Linked DNA regions of Sus scrofa: all the other regions are linked to region 3. The links are chromatin contacts, called in public Hi-C and HiChIP or PLAC-seq maps. All regions are on one chromosome and are shown on one strand. The core of a region is the stretch at or near the end of the contact, and the rest is flanking DNA. Distances in the headings are between cores, read along the strand shown.

Region 1 (4,448 bases), core at 1,408-3,907, 92 kb before region 3:
TTATAGTTTTTTGAGACAGAGGGCTGTATGTTAAATGACTTTTTTTTTTTTTTTTTTTTTTTTTGACCTTGCCCTCAGCATGTGGAAGTTCCCAGGCCAGGGATCAAACCTGAGCCACAGCAGTGACAACACCAGATCCTCAACCCACTGACTCACCAGGGAACTCTTGAGAACTGCTATCTATTGAGGCCCTTGTCTGTGCCGTCCAAAGTGGTTCTCAAAGTGTGGTTCCTGGACCAGCAGCATCAGTATCACCTGGGAATGCAAATTCTTGGGCTCCAGTGCCAGACCTACTCCATCACAAACTCTGGGGTCAAGGCCCAGAAACCTGGGTTGTAAGAAGCCTTCCAGGTGCTACTGATGCACAGATAAAGTTCGAGAACCACTTGGTTAATCCTTAAAAGCTGTGATAGTAGTGAATACCAATTAAGCCGTCGACCTGTCAGGCAGTGCTTTAAGAGCTTTCCTTCAATAACTCAGTCTAACCTTCAAAACAACCCTATGACACAACCATTATTTTAATTATCCCCATCTTACAGTTGTGGAAACGGAGGCACAGAAAGACCAGATCCCCTGCCCAAGGTTCAACAGGCAGATTGCTCCCAGAAACCTCTTCCTTAACTATTACACTAAACTGCCACAATAGTGATCTCTAACACACTCTAGCTTACTGCAGCCTTGGAAGGAAGAATTGATAGTGCTCCTTGACAGATGAGGAAAGGGAATTTAGAAAGGGAGGGTGACTTGTCCAAGGTCTCACAAGGAGGAAAGGGAGGGGCCAGGCATCCTGTGGTCTGTCCAGGGGATTTTGGGGTTTAACCTAGACTGCTGGGGATCAGGGCCCAGCGTGGGAGGAGGAGCAAGCTCAGCGAGCAGACCCAGCTGCAGCCTTGCCTGGGTGTGGCTCACACGTCACGCCTACGGCCAGCTGTCCCCTTCCCCACTATGGCTGCCAACCCGCCGTGACTGTGACCATCATCCACCCCAACCAGGAATCGTAAGGGTCTTCCCCTCCCCGGGCTCTGTGAAGACTTTTTTTTTTTTTTTTTTTTTTTTTTCCTTTTGCAGAAAGGGAAGCTGGACCGCCCAGAGAAGTGGCGGCTCAGGCTTAAAGTCACTCTCGAGCCTTCCCAGGTTCTCAGCCAGGCAGTTCTGCTATTTATCTGGGCATCCTCCCGGAGGGTTCGGTCCCCCCATCCGGCCACCTGTCATCCGCTTCCCCGACGGTCCCTTCCAGCTGCAGCCCAACCTTCCCCGCTCTCCACCCTGGGCTCCCTCCGCAGCCCGAAGACCGTCAGGCCAAGGTGACGAGCTGATGTCGCCCGATCCTGGGTCCGAGAAACTCACCTGGGCGCCCGTTCCTCCTCCGGTGGGCAGCCCGGGTCCTCGCAACTGGAGCGACCCCCCAGCTCGGCAGATCCCGGGGTGCCCGGGCGCCGGTGCCGCAGGGAAGAGAGAGTGACTTTGGAGAAGAGGCTGGGGCTGCGCTCCGAGGTGTTTCGGTGCGTTGTTTTTTGGGGGCCCCTCTTGGCTGAGCTGTCTGCGTCCCTCCCAATCGCCCAGAGTTGCGCCCGGGCTAGGACCTGGGACGCCTTGGCGCCCACAGACCATCTGGGCGCTTTAGCCGCGCCCGGAGTGGTGCTAACCCCGCCCCCGAGTATCCTAAACCCGCCCCCGAAGATTCTAACCCGACCCGGGTTATTCTAATCTCCGTCCCCACCTCCCCAAAATCCTAATCCCACCAAGTAGGAAATTATTTTTAAACCCCGCCCATCCAAAACTTCTAACCCTGTCCCCAAGAATCCTAACCTCCTTCCAGAAGGATAACCCCGCCTCCAAGAATTTTAACCGGTCTCTCAAAGGTCATAACCCCCAGATAACCTAATGCCTTCTCTAATGTATTCGAATTCCATCTCCCAAAGCCCTAACCCCGTCCCAAAGGATTCTAAACCCCGCCCTCCCCAGAACCCCAACACCCCATCTCCTCCCAAGGTCTTAATTCTGCCCTGAAGGATTTTGATTCTCACAGCGGAAGGAATTTTAACCTCGCCTACGGGAGGTTTCTAGTTCTGCCCCCAGGATTTTAATCCCGGCCAACCAAAGGCTTCTAAAAAAGATTCTAACCCAGGCCTCAAGATTTATGACCCTAATCCTAAAGATTCTAATCTCTCTCTTAGGTGATCCTAACCTGTTCCCACAGGATTTTTTTTTTTTTTTTTTCTTTTTAGGGCCGCACCCCGCGGCACATGGAAGTTCCCAGGCTAGGGGTCAAATCGGAGCTACAGCTGTCGACCTACGCCACAGCCAAAGCAACTCGGGATCCGAGCCTCGTCTGCGACCTATACCACAGCTGACCGTAATGCTGGATCCTTAATCCACAGAGCGAGGCCAGAGATCGAACCCCTATCGTCATGATACTAATCGGTTCTTAACCCGCTGGGCTACATCAGGAACTCCCTCACAGGATTTTAATACCCTTTAAACGCCCGACCCCCCCCTTCCAGATTCTCATCGACCCATTCAAAGATTCCATTCCTGACCTCCAGGATTTCTGATCCCACCTATTAAAGGATTCTAAACCGATTCCGGAGGATCTTCACCCCACTGTCGTCATTCGTACAGGATTCTAAATCCACTCCCCCTCCTCCAAGCATTTCGACCTGTTTCCCCACCATTCCAAACCCCTCCTTCTAGCCCAGGCCCCTCCCCCAGGCCGGGTCCTAAGCCTTCCCATCCCTTCTGTGGTCTGCGGTTTCCGCTCTGCAGGCCCCTCGCTATTCAAATCCATGCAAAGTGCCCTGCCCGCAGGAACCAGCCTAGCTCACTCCTTGTCGGTTTCCGGGTAGCTCAGAGGAGTTCCAAAACTGAGTGACGGCAAGTGGAGGCCGCACATGAAAGAGATGTGCCCAGCGCCAGGCAAGGGCACAGCATATCTCCACCTGGAAAGAGAAGGATTCTCACCCAAAATTCTGCTGAACACACCTCCAGAATCCTACTGCGTCTCTGTAGTCCCACTGCTCCTAGCCAGTTCAGGCCACCTTCATCTCTCATTCATTCATTCAGCAATACTGTGCTGGGCTCTGGGCTACACAGGGCTTCTCAACCATGGCACTGGTGACCTTTAGGTCCTGAAATTCTTTGTCTTGGGGGCTGTCCTGTGCATAGTAGGATATTGAAAAGAATTCCTGAATTTCATCCACTAGATGTTAGTAGCAAACCCTCTTCCCCATTCGTGACAGCTAAAAATGTATCCAGACATAACCAAATATCTGAGGAGGGGTGGGAAGGGAGAACAGAAACTTGAATGAGAAAGATAATAACCCTGTTCTTATGTGTTTGGTGTGTGTACCTAAATACATGCCTGCACTTTTAAAAAGCAGATAATGTTTTGATTGTGTGCTTGATTTACTTGGGTGGTAGGTATTCAGTTTTGCCTTTTTTCCCCACTCTATCACTCGATACTGTTACTATCTAGCTATGCTGCCAAAGGTAGTTGTCTACATCCTCCATAGTCTATGTATCCATTCCCCTAGTCATGGATGCCCAGACGGCACACTACTTCACAGTACCATAAACACAGCTGCAATGGACCGCCTCATACGTGTCTCCTTATGAACCCATGTGAGAATTTCATAAAGAATTGCTTGACCAAGAATGCTTACGTAATGGCTGCTGCCTGGATTCCTCTCCCACCACTTCCCCATATCTTTTTTTTTTTTTCCCCTGCTTTTTAGGGCTGCACCCACCACATATGGTGGTTCCCAGGCTAGGTGTCCAATCAGAGCTGCAGCTGCCAGCCTACGCCACAGCCACAGCAACTCAGAATCTGAGTCGCTGTCTGGGATCTACACCACAGTTTATGGCAACGCCGGATCTTTATCCCACTGAGCAAGGCCAGGGATGGAACCTGCGTCCTCATGGATACTAGTCAGATTGTTTCCACTGAGCCACAGTGGTCACTTCCCCATATCTTGATTGACCCTTGACACCATCTACTGGTCTTAATTTGAATTCCCAAGAAGCAGACCTTAGACATGGATTCAAGTGAATGTTGATTATTTGGAAGATACAAAAATCACTAGTAAGGACGTAAATGATTGAGACAGGGCAAGAGAAGGAAGCCAGTTAAGAGAGTATCATCAAGCTCCAACCGTGGGCTCCTAGAGCTCAATCCCATTGGGGAGCAAACACTGCAGACAGTGTGCTATGCCCACTTCAGAGTTTTCCCACCCGAGACATGAGGGAGGTGGGGCATTTATATACCAACTCCTGGCAGACATTGGATGAGGGTGCTCCTCCCAGTGGGGGAGGGTATTAATACTCCAGCATTTCTGGCTTGCCCCGTCTATGCTCCAGCCACCAGAAAGAGCCCCTAGGACGAGAGAAGCAGGTTCTGGGAGCATGAGGGAGTCATGGTGGCATTAGCTACATCTTCTTCCACAAGTATG
Region 2 (4,706 bases), core at 1,620-4,119, 100 kb after region 3:
AGACCAGGGGTGTTTGTCTGTTGGCTGTTGTCCCCAGCACTTCAAGCAGTATCTGGAACAAAGTCGTGGCTGGAGACATCGTTGTGGAACAAGCAGAAGCTCAGCAGACTGGCCTAGTGCTCAACTGGCCGGCGCATCTCATGTCCCTTTTATTTTTCCGCCACACCCACAGCGCGCGAAAGTGCCGGGGCTAGGGATCGAACCCGCGCCACAGCAGTGATCTGAGCCACAGCATTAACAACGCCAGATCCTTCACCTGCTGCACCACATGGGAACCCTCTCATGTCACTTTTGCATTGACCCTGGGAGGCAGGTAGTATTATCCCATTTGACAGACAGGAAACTGAGGCTCAGAGAGGGCAAATAAGTAGATGTGAACCCCATTCGGCCTGACCTACACCCGGTCTCTTTGTCATCAGCCTGTCTCTCTGGAGGTGTATGAGGTCTGCAGTTCCCTCCTCTTGTCCCCACAATCATTACAGCTTCCCAAGCAGACCTGGCCCAACCTCTCTCTGGCCTCCCTGCCTCCAGTCTCTCCCACTCACAGGGATCCTTCTAAACCACAGATCTGACCATGTCCCTTCTTTGTTCAAAACCTTTCCATGGGGGAGTTCCTGTTGTGGCTCCCTGGGTTATAAACCAGACTAGCATCCATGATGATCCCTGGCCTTGCTCAGTGGGGTAAAGATCCATCATTGCTGTGAGCCGTGGTGTGGGTCACAGAGGCGGCTTGGATCTGGCTTTGCTATCTATGGCTGTGGTGGAGGCCGGCAGCTGCAGCTCCGATTCTACCCTTAGCCTGGGAACTTCCTGGGAACTTAGCAGGTGCAGCCCAATAAAGTAAAACATAAAAAAAGGAAAGAAAGAAGAAAAAAAAAAAAAACCACCAAAAACCTTTCCACGGTTTCCTATGGCCCCAGTTCAGCCTGGCATTTGAGGCTTCTGTCAACTTCTCTAGATTGATTTCCTGCCTCATCATATGCAAAAGCCCCACTGGGATGACAAGCTTGTTCTCAGCTCCCTGGAGCAGCCTAGAACACCCCCTTCTCTCTTTCTGGAAGAGGCCTCCTCCTCATTTGCTCTAAGCATGGAAGTCACTCCCCCTGGAGAGGAGAGACCAGGACCTAGTGGCTTCTGCCATGCCCTTCCAGCTCCACCATAAGCCCCAGCCTCCCACCGCCGGGGTCCCAGAGGCTGTGAACTCTCTGAGGGCCGAGACCATGACTAATTCATCTCCAGTCTCTGGCTTAGGGCCAGGCCCAGAAAAGGGGCTCAACAAATAGGGATCGGATGTGTCTGAAGTCAGACCGCCTGCTTTGCCATCCCACCCCAGTACTGACTGGCTGGGAACCCACAGCCTTGTCCATAGAGTCCTTGTGCCGCAGTTTCCTCATCTGAGAACTGCTGGTAATGAAATACCCAGTCACGGGGTGGGGATGAAACGAATGTACACATGGGAGTCCCTGGGTGCAGGGCTTTGTGCTCCATAAATAACACGGGCGAGAGTGAAGGAAGGAACAGGTGTGCGGGCAACTGCACAAGCGGGAGCTCGGTCCAGGTGGGCACATCCTTCAGGATGGCCCTGGCCACTTCATACCGTCGGGGCAGCCCTGTCGCTGGTTGAATCTTTTCCCACAGCTGCCCTGCTGGGTCCAAGGTGGCCGGTGGAATTTGAGGCCACTGGACGCCGACAGGAAAAGGCAGCGTCACCAGCCCTGGTGTAATCCAAACCAGATGCGGCCTCAGACCCATGGGGGTGGTCACTGTGGGCCTGGCCAAGGCCCAGAGGCAGGAAATAGTCTTGGAGGAACGCGCTCTGGGCTGGGGCTGGGACCAGTCGGGAGGAGCTGGCCCGTTGAGGGCATTAACTCTTCTCAGCCCGTGAGGGGGGCCCCGGGTGCTGTGCGGGAGAAGCTCGTGGCCCTGGGCTCCTGGGGGTACCGAGCAACTTGCAGGGAAGATCACAGCATGGCGGTTGTGCCAGACACCATGCAGGGGGAGCCCACGACACAGGCACCGCGGTGGGCAGGGCCCACCAAGCAAGGGGCAGGGCATGGCTGTTGTCTGTCATCCAGGACTTGCGGAACGGCAGACCCAGACCCAGAGCTTTAGTCCTGGCTCTGGCCCCCGCTGGCCAGCCCACAGGAGCATGGACCACTCCCTCATTACGGCAGCTCTGAGGTTGCTGGGCCTGGGCGCTCTAGTGAAGGTCACGGGCCTGGGCCCCTGCCTGCGGCGGGACTGAGACTCAGTCCTTCGCCAGCGGCTGCCACCCAAGCTTCCTCCTGGGCAAGCTCTGTGGCCCTCAGGGAGCAAAATCTCTCTGAAACCCCATCATTTCCCCATCCATATCGTCAAGTCCCCATCCTTCCCCTCCAGGAACAAGGGGAGGCCCAAAGGAGGCACCGGATGAGTCCAAAAGAACTGTCTAAGATGTGCTCCCAGGAGGGGATAGAGACAGAGGCCATGGTCAGCCCCGTTCCCTGGTTCTGAGTGGGCTTCCTTCCCAGGACATGTTAATTGGCTGTGTGGCCTTGGGCAGGTCCCTTTCCCTCTCTGAACCTGTTTCCTCACCTCGGAAATATGGTGAATGAGCTCCCTGTCCCAGCGCTCGATTGTCATAAAGGCCCTCATAGAGGAGCATTAGAGGACAGTTGTCATCTGCGTGTGACAGAGGAGGAAACTGAGGCTTGAACGGGGAGTCCAGAGTCCCGGGTTCTAGTCCCAGCTGTCACTGCGGAGGAGACGTTTCGTTTTGGCCTCGGTTTCCCCAGCTGGAGCCGGGCCCTGGTTCTCTGCACTGGCTGGACCTCATTTCCTCACCCCTCCACTATGGCCATGACTCATCTCTCATCATCACGCTGTGTGGCCGAGGCTCAGGCTGGGCGGGGGCCAGCAAGGCTGAGAGAACTCAGAGGAAACCACAGGCCTGGCCCAGCTGGCAGGTGGCGGGCGGGCAGGCGGGCGGACAGGCAGGCAGGGAGCCACGGCCCAGGGGGCCTTGCCCATGAGCACATCTCCCACCAGGAGCCCCAGCCAGGCTCCCCAGGCCCCCCAACAAGCTCCAGTAGGCTCAGCCCCTCAAAGTCCCCCATACCCTGCCCCATGTGGCACCTGTTGCCGGGGGAACTCCATACCCATCTGCTGAAACAGAGCAGGAGTGGGAGTGAGGACCCCGCCTCGCCCTCCAGGCCAGTGATCAGGGAGGCAGGCAGAGAGGGATGAAGGCTGAAGGTCTCTCTGTCCAAGAGTACTCGGAGGCAGACAGGGTCGCTGTTAAGAGCAGGGGCTCTGGGTCCAGACTGTCTGAGTACAAATCCTGGCTCTGCCGCAGATGAGCTGCGGGACTCGGAGCGAGTGGCGTCACTTCCCTGAGGCTTGGCTTCCTCGTGGGAGAAATGGACGTAACTCAAGTGCCCACGGTGCCATCACGTGAACGGCCGATGTGATCGCAAACGCACAGAGCTGGGCCAGGGCGGGCACCCAGTAGGCGCTCCGTGCATGTGAACTGCTGTGAACCTCAGCAGGCGGATCAGCAGGCGGACAGGGTGCCCCCGTTGGGCCGGTCCCACTTCTGACTCAGTTGTCCTCACGGTCAGAAAGGCTGCACCCTGTCAGGGTTAAGCTCCCTTGCCCTCTGGGTGGAGCCCCTCCCCTGCACGGCAGGCCTGGGCGAGGCCGGCTGGGGCCTGTCAGGAAAACCAGAGGACAGCTCTCTCCCCCAGGCCTCCCAGGAGACCCCCGTCACTGCAGGGCCCAACTTCTGGCTCGACCTGGGGGCCAAGCTTCTGCTTCCCCCTTGTGCTGGTGAGAGGTCCGTGGGCCCATGGGCAGAGCCTTGCTCTGGGAGAGAGAAGATTTCAAGCCCCAGCTTCCAATTTGTTGAAAAGCCTTCAAGTTCCTTCCCCTCATAAGCCTCAGTTTCCCCCTCTGTAAAACAGGAACTATATCTACCTCACAACCTTGCTGTGGGGGGTCAATGAGTTGTACATACGAGCGTTGAAATAGAGCCTGCATCCAGCAATCGCCCATAAATTCTGGCTGGTGTGGGGACCTCCAGCTCACAAATGGACAAACTGAGGCACAAAGCGGGGGACCACTTGCCCAGATCACACGCTGGGCAGTCTGGCTTCTGAGGCCGCGTCGGTAGCACCAAGGGCTGCTCAAATGCCTGCCCCCTTTGGAGTTCCCATTGTGGCTCAGCAGTAACGAGCCCAACCAGTGTCCATGAGGACGCAGGTTCAATCCCTGGTCCCCCGCACTGGGTTAAGGATCCAGTGTTGCCGTGAGCTGTGGTGTGGATCCCTGACGTGTCTCGGGTCCCCGCCTTGCTGAGGCTGCGGTGTAGGCCGGCGGCTGCAGCTCCAATTTGACACCTAACCTGGGAACCTCCATATGCCACAAGTGTGGCCCTCAAGAGCAATAATAATAATAATAATAATAATAATAAAGCCCCTGGCCCCACGGTAGTCCTCCACCTGTGACTGTCCCCAAGTGCACACACAGAGAGGGAAGGAGGCCACTTCCAACCTGTACATTTATTTACAAGGCACAAGCTGAGAGCAGGTTGGGGGCTGCCTGACGGCCCTCCCCCTCCTCCTGGGCCGCGGCTGACCCTGGGGAGGGGGCCCGGAGTGCCTGGCTTGGGCCGGCTTGGCCCTCAGGCAAGCTCGGGGGTGGTCTCCCCTGTCCCCTAGGCCTCGCCC
Region 3 (4,536 bases), core at 935-3,434:
GGCAGTCAATAAATATCTGTGAAACAGATGGTGTGAAACCTAAGTGGTTCTGAAACAGGAGTCCTTCCAGGTCTGACTGGCTCAAAGTCTTAGATATGACCTCCTCCCCAACACTGCCAGCAGGCAGGGGTGCCCTCTAAGGGCCAGTCACAGCCAAGAAGCTGCCAATTTGGGTGCCTCCCTCCACCCTGCCCCATCCATGCCCATCTGGCAGGGGTCAGGGGTCAGTCTGGGCCCCAAGATGGAGGAGACTCAGTCCTGGGTTCCAGGCCCAAGGGATGACTGGTGGGCTCCGTTTCTCCTGTGGCTAATACTCCACCTTCCTTCACAGGGCCTGTGTCTGCATTTCTGAACCAGAAGGTGTTTATACAAAACATCCTGGCTTTGGTGACAAATTCACCCTCAATGAGGAATCCTTAATGAGTCTCCTTCTTTCCCCATGCCAGGTGGCTGCAGGGAAAAATAGCTCTGCCTCTGGCAGTCAAAGGAAGCCAAAGGCCAGGCAAAGATTGGGTGCTCCTGGGACTTCCAGGGCCACAGTTTGGGGAAGAGCCTTTTTTTCAGGGTCTAGAGACAGCAGTGGTCTAGAAGCCAGTGCACTCCTGGACCCATGCTGGCTCCTGACTTGCTGTGGACAAGGCATCACCCTTCTCCTGGCCTCCGTCAGCAGCTGTGAAATGGGACAGTAATAACTTGTCTATACAAAGGTCATTGTGAAATTCAAATAAGGCAAAGGTTATGAAAGGGCTTGGTTACAGTGGCCAAAAGGAGAGAAATAAAAGCTGGACTCAGGGAGAAAGGAGGTCAGAATTATAGTATCAGGTCTGCTGTTGACCTTTTAAAGTCCTCGCCGCTCTCCGATCCTTGATTTTTCCAGCCATGCAGTGAGGGGTTTGGGCATGAAGATTTCTAGGGAACCCTCTGGTTCTGAAGGGTAGCCACTTTCCACCTGCCCCCCTCTTCTTGGAGGTCCTCCCAGATCCCACGGCCCACACGGGTTCACTTTCCAGCACTTACACAACTTCTTTTCTGAGCTGGCACTTAATCGCTCACGGCCCATGGTTTTCTAACCCCTTCCTTGGGTGTAGGTCAGCTATTGCAGACACTGGGCCCAATACAAGGGCTCAGTGAATGTGGGAATCAAACTCAATTTAAAAAGATTCCTGAAGTTCCCATTGTGGCTTAGCAGAAACGAATCTGACTAGTATTCATGAGGATGCAGGTTCGACCCCTGGCCTCACTCAGTGGGTTAAGGATCTGGCATTGCCATGAGGCTGTGGTATAGGTCGCAGACATCGGCTCGGATCTGGTGTTGCTGTGGCTCTGGTGTAGGCCAGCTGGTACAGCTCTGGATTTGACCCCAAGCCTGGGAACCTCTATATGCTGTGGCTGCAGCCCTAAAAAGACCCCCTCAAAAAATTTAAATTAAATTTTAAAAAGTAAAAAGATTCCTGCCTCCTTCTAGTCCTGAAGAAAGACAATAAGGGGGATTTTTATTCACTCCATTTTATAAATTGGAAAGTGAAGATGTCACACTGTCAGAGTTCCTTGATGGCACAGTGGGTTAAGGATCTGGCGTTGTCACTGCTTTGTCTTGTGTCACAGCTATGGTGTGGGTTTGAGCCCAAGCCTGGGTGACTTCTGCATGCCGTGAGTTCCGCCAAACCCCCCGCCCCAAACCACAATGTCACATGGGCCTCTTCCGTATTCCTCAAGCAGAGGAAGAATTATTTGATTTCTCTGAAGCCTTATCACTGCCTGCCATATTATATAATTATTTGTTTTGTCATTAATTGTCCATGTTTCCCACTAGGATGAAGCTTCATGAGGGCAGGGCCTTTGTTTTGCTCACAGTTGCCTCCTCAGTACCTATAACTCCTTGGCACAGAGTAGATGCTCAAGAATTATACGAAGGGAGGGAGTGGTTAGGAGGCATCATAGCGTATACAGCAGAAACTGGCACAACACTGTAAGTCAACTATAATCTAAAAAAAATTTTTTAATGAAGTAAAAAAAAAAAAAGAGCAGCAGCATAGCCGACTATGTTCCCTTGGCCTGCAGGGGGCGCTCTAACCCTGCCTCCAAAGCTAGACCCCGCCTCTCGCGTTCCGCTAACGCGCTTTCGTTGGAGCCTGCGCGCCACCGTTCTTCTTTCAATTGCGCGTGCGCGCCGGAAGCCCCGTCAGAGCTGCGCGTGCGCAGGCAAAGCAAGAAGCGAGCTGTGGCGGAGCTTGTTAGAGTCGCGGCAGAGCAGAGTCGGGGCTGGAGCGCACTATGCTGTCACCCGAAGCGGAGCGGGTGCTGCGGTACCTGGTGGAGGTGGAGGAGCTCGCCGAAGAGGTTCTGGCGGACAAACGGCAGGTAGGAGGCTGATCCGCGAGGCTGGGACCCGGGTTCGGAGGTTGGGGCCTGGTGGCGAGCGCCTAGTGAAGCGCAAGGTGCGGAATCGCTCCAGCTCAGGCTCTCCAGGAGGTGACCTAGGCTTTTAGGCCAATGGCCGTGACGACAGGCTGGGCGGCTGTGAGATTATGTGGGTTAAATGAAGCGCCGCGCTTCATTCTGCATGTATTACACGGGGGCCTCTCTGTGCCAGGCATTCCGTCTCTTCCATCCTTTCTCTGCTCCCTTGCCCTACCTTCCCGATCCCGATCTACTCACCCCTTTGGGCATTTGATTGATCTGAACCCCTCTTTCAAAATGCGGTTCCTGGGCTCCCTCCCTGAGCTGGGCTGCACCGCCCCAGTTCACACTCTGAGTGGAGAAGAGAAACAGAAAAGAGGCCTGAGTGGTCTTGGGATCACGCAGGGATGGGGATGTGGGAGGAGTGTGGGGCCCTGGCCTTGGAAGGCCATGCAAACCTGCACTGGGAGTCTGGGTTTGGTACTAATAAAGATGCAGAGGCTTTGAAAAGAGTTCATGGGGAGAAGGAGAGTGATGTAATGGATTTAGGGTTTGAAAGATCCCTTTGGCTGCTCTGTAGAGAAGAGAATATGAGGGGCCAGGCACTCTGTAGAGAAGAGAATATGAGGGGCCATTGCCATGGGTGGGGTGAGGGATGGCTTTGAGCCAAGGTGGTGGTGTTGGGTCAGAAATATATTTTGGAGATGGACTTAGGCTTCCATGATCGTTAGGTATAGGGGTGAGGGAGTGGGAGAAATCAAGAAAGATTCATGACTCTTCATCTCCAGTTAGAAAGATTGAATGGTTGCTCCCTCAGGTAGTGAGAATGGGAAGACTTGGGGAAGAGCCTGTCAAACACTGCCTCAAGGTATGCTGGATGGTAAATAGCAGTTTAAAGTTTATTGGGTCCTTACTGTGGGTCAAGTACTGTGCTGACCTACTTAGTTCCTGGATTCATAACCGATGAGGTGTGTACTGTTCCTATCTCCATTTTTCAGAGAAGTGAAATAACACAGCTTAGAGTGGGCAGCATGAATCAAACCTGAGTATTCAGCTCCTTCAGGCAGTGTACTGTACCACCTCCTCACTTCCTTGGTAGCTATTGTGCTGTTATCCCCATCTCAGTGCCCCCACTCTGCTGTTCTGGTGTAATATTGCTGGGTTTCTTGTGGTACTAGGTGAGAATCAGCTGGAGGAGCTTGTCCAGGGAGTGGTTTTCACTCCCCTGGTGATTCTGAAATGCCCTAAAGTTTAAGAACTGGTGCTCCAGTGGATAATAAAAAAACAAATTGTTTGGTCCTGAAACATTTTTCCTGGGAAGACACCTGCACAAAGCATTGTCTTGAAGGAGCTGGCAGCTAAGTGGGGGAAGGAATACCTTCACACAGCAGGGCATTGGAATTAACCTAGCAGGGATGCCCTGGTTTTGTTTCTGTTCGGTTTTAACAGCTCTGGTCTGTTGGGAGTACAGGCCCGGGTAAGAGGTGTCTGAGTTCCCTCATGCCCCTGTGCTTTTCAGATTGTGGACCTGGACACCAAAAGGAATCGGAACCGGGAGGGCCTGAGAGCCCTGCAGAAGGATCTCAGCCTCTCTGGTAAGCCAAGACTTCCTCACTGCAGCCCAGGAGGCCTGTTCACTTCTCCTTCTAAGGCCTTTGACTTACCCCTGATAGAGACCAGGCAGGAGGCCAGAGGTGTGTGCACAGCCCATGGAGATGGGGAGACAGTATCCCAGTTCAGACCTGGACTGTGGCTCAGGATTTTAGCCACTCACCTCAGAGACAGGTTGTTAGCTGCTGGCTTATGAGTGACGGCACCAGGAAAAGCGCTGGGGGCTATAAAAATAGTACAGTTTCTGCCCTTGTGCATGCACCTAAAGATGGGTTAAACAGCATAAATACAGAAATGAAAGTCGTGAGAAAGCTGAAGAAGGAATTGGACATGGGCTTGGTGTTGGAGAAGGGGATGTGGCTCCTTAGATGAGGCCAGGTGTTGTGACAGAGCGTGTGATGAGGCTGGAGAGATGGGCAGAGGCCAGGCTGTAATGAAGGGCGGTAATGAAGGGCCTTGGGGCCAAGAGTTTAAAGTGCACTTGCTTCTGGCCTCACCAGAGTAAAACCCTGTGGATGCTCCCCT

What was found. A called contact is a pair of places that touch in the nucleus more often than the background predicts. HiChIP or PLAC-seq counts read pairs in DNA pulled down with a chosen protein or histone mark.
Region 1: an H3K27ac HiChIP or PLAC-seq map of alveolar macrophages shows a contact between it and region 3. The contact joins the promoter of HCK here to the promoter of PDRG1 in region 3. A contact is called at or near these places in 3 of 47 Hi-C or Micro-C datasets (fetal heart ventricle, psoas muscle and skeletal muscle) and 1 of 2 datasets of contacts at active chromatin or transcription factors (alveolar macrophages).
Region 2: a contact with region 3 is called in a Hi-C map of omental adipose tissue, with 1.8 times the contacts expected there. The contact joins the enhancer-like site here to the promoter of PDRG1 in region 3. A contact is called at or near these places in 1 of 5 promoter capture datasets (liver), 23 of 47 Hi-C or Micro-C datasets (alveolar macrophages, blood, embryonic fibroblasts and 13 more) and 2 of 2 datasets of contacts at active chromatin or transcription factors (alveolar macrophages and skeletal muscle).

What each region holds. Positions count from the first base shown.
Region 1 is chr17:35,706,758-35,711,205 of Sscrofa11.1, reverse strand. It overlaps HCK (tyrosine-protein kinase HCK), which reads right to left and starts at 2,657. Exons shown (of 13, transcript XM_021078145.1): 1 at 2,562-2,657.
Region 2 is chr17:35,512,909-35,517,614 of Sscrofa11.1, reverse strand. It overlaps MYLK2 (myosin light chain kinase 2, skeletal/cardiac muscle), which reads right to left. Exons shown (of 12, transcript XM_013985219.2): 12 at 4,519-4,706. Among named protein-coding and RNA genes, the nearest start is that of MYLK2, 15 kb to the right of the region's middle. Within about 2 kb of position 2,869, at least 33 of the 83 cell types and tissues checked have an H3K27ac peak or open chromatin away from gene starts, as enhancers often do. A contact at or near this core is called in alveolar macrophages, embryonic fibroblasts, fetal liver and 4 more, where this site is marked.
Region 3 is chr17:35,613,715-35,618,250 of Sscrofa11.1, reverse strand. It overlaps PDRG1 (p53 and DNA damage-regulated protein 1), which reads left to right and starts at 2,184. Exons shown (of 5, transcript XM_003483933.4): 1 at 2,184-2,361; 2 at 3,920-3,995. The coding sequence starts at 2,275.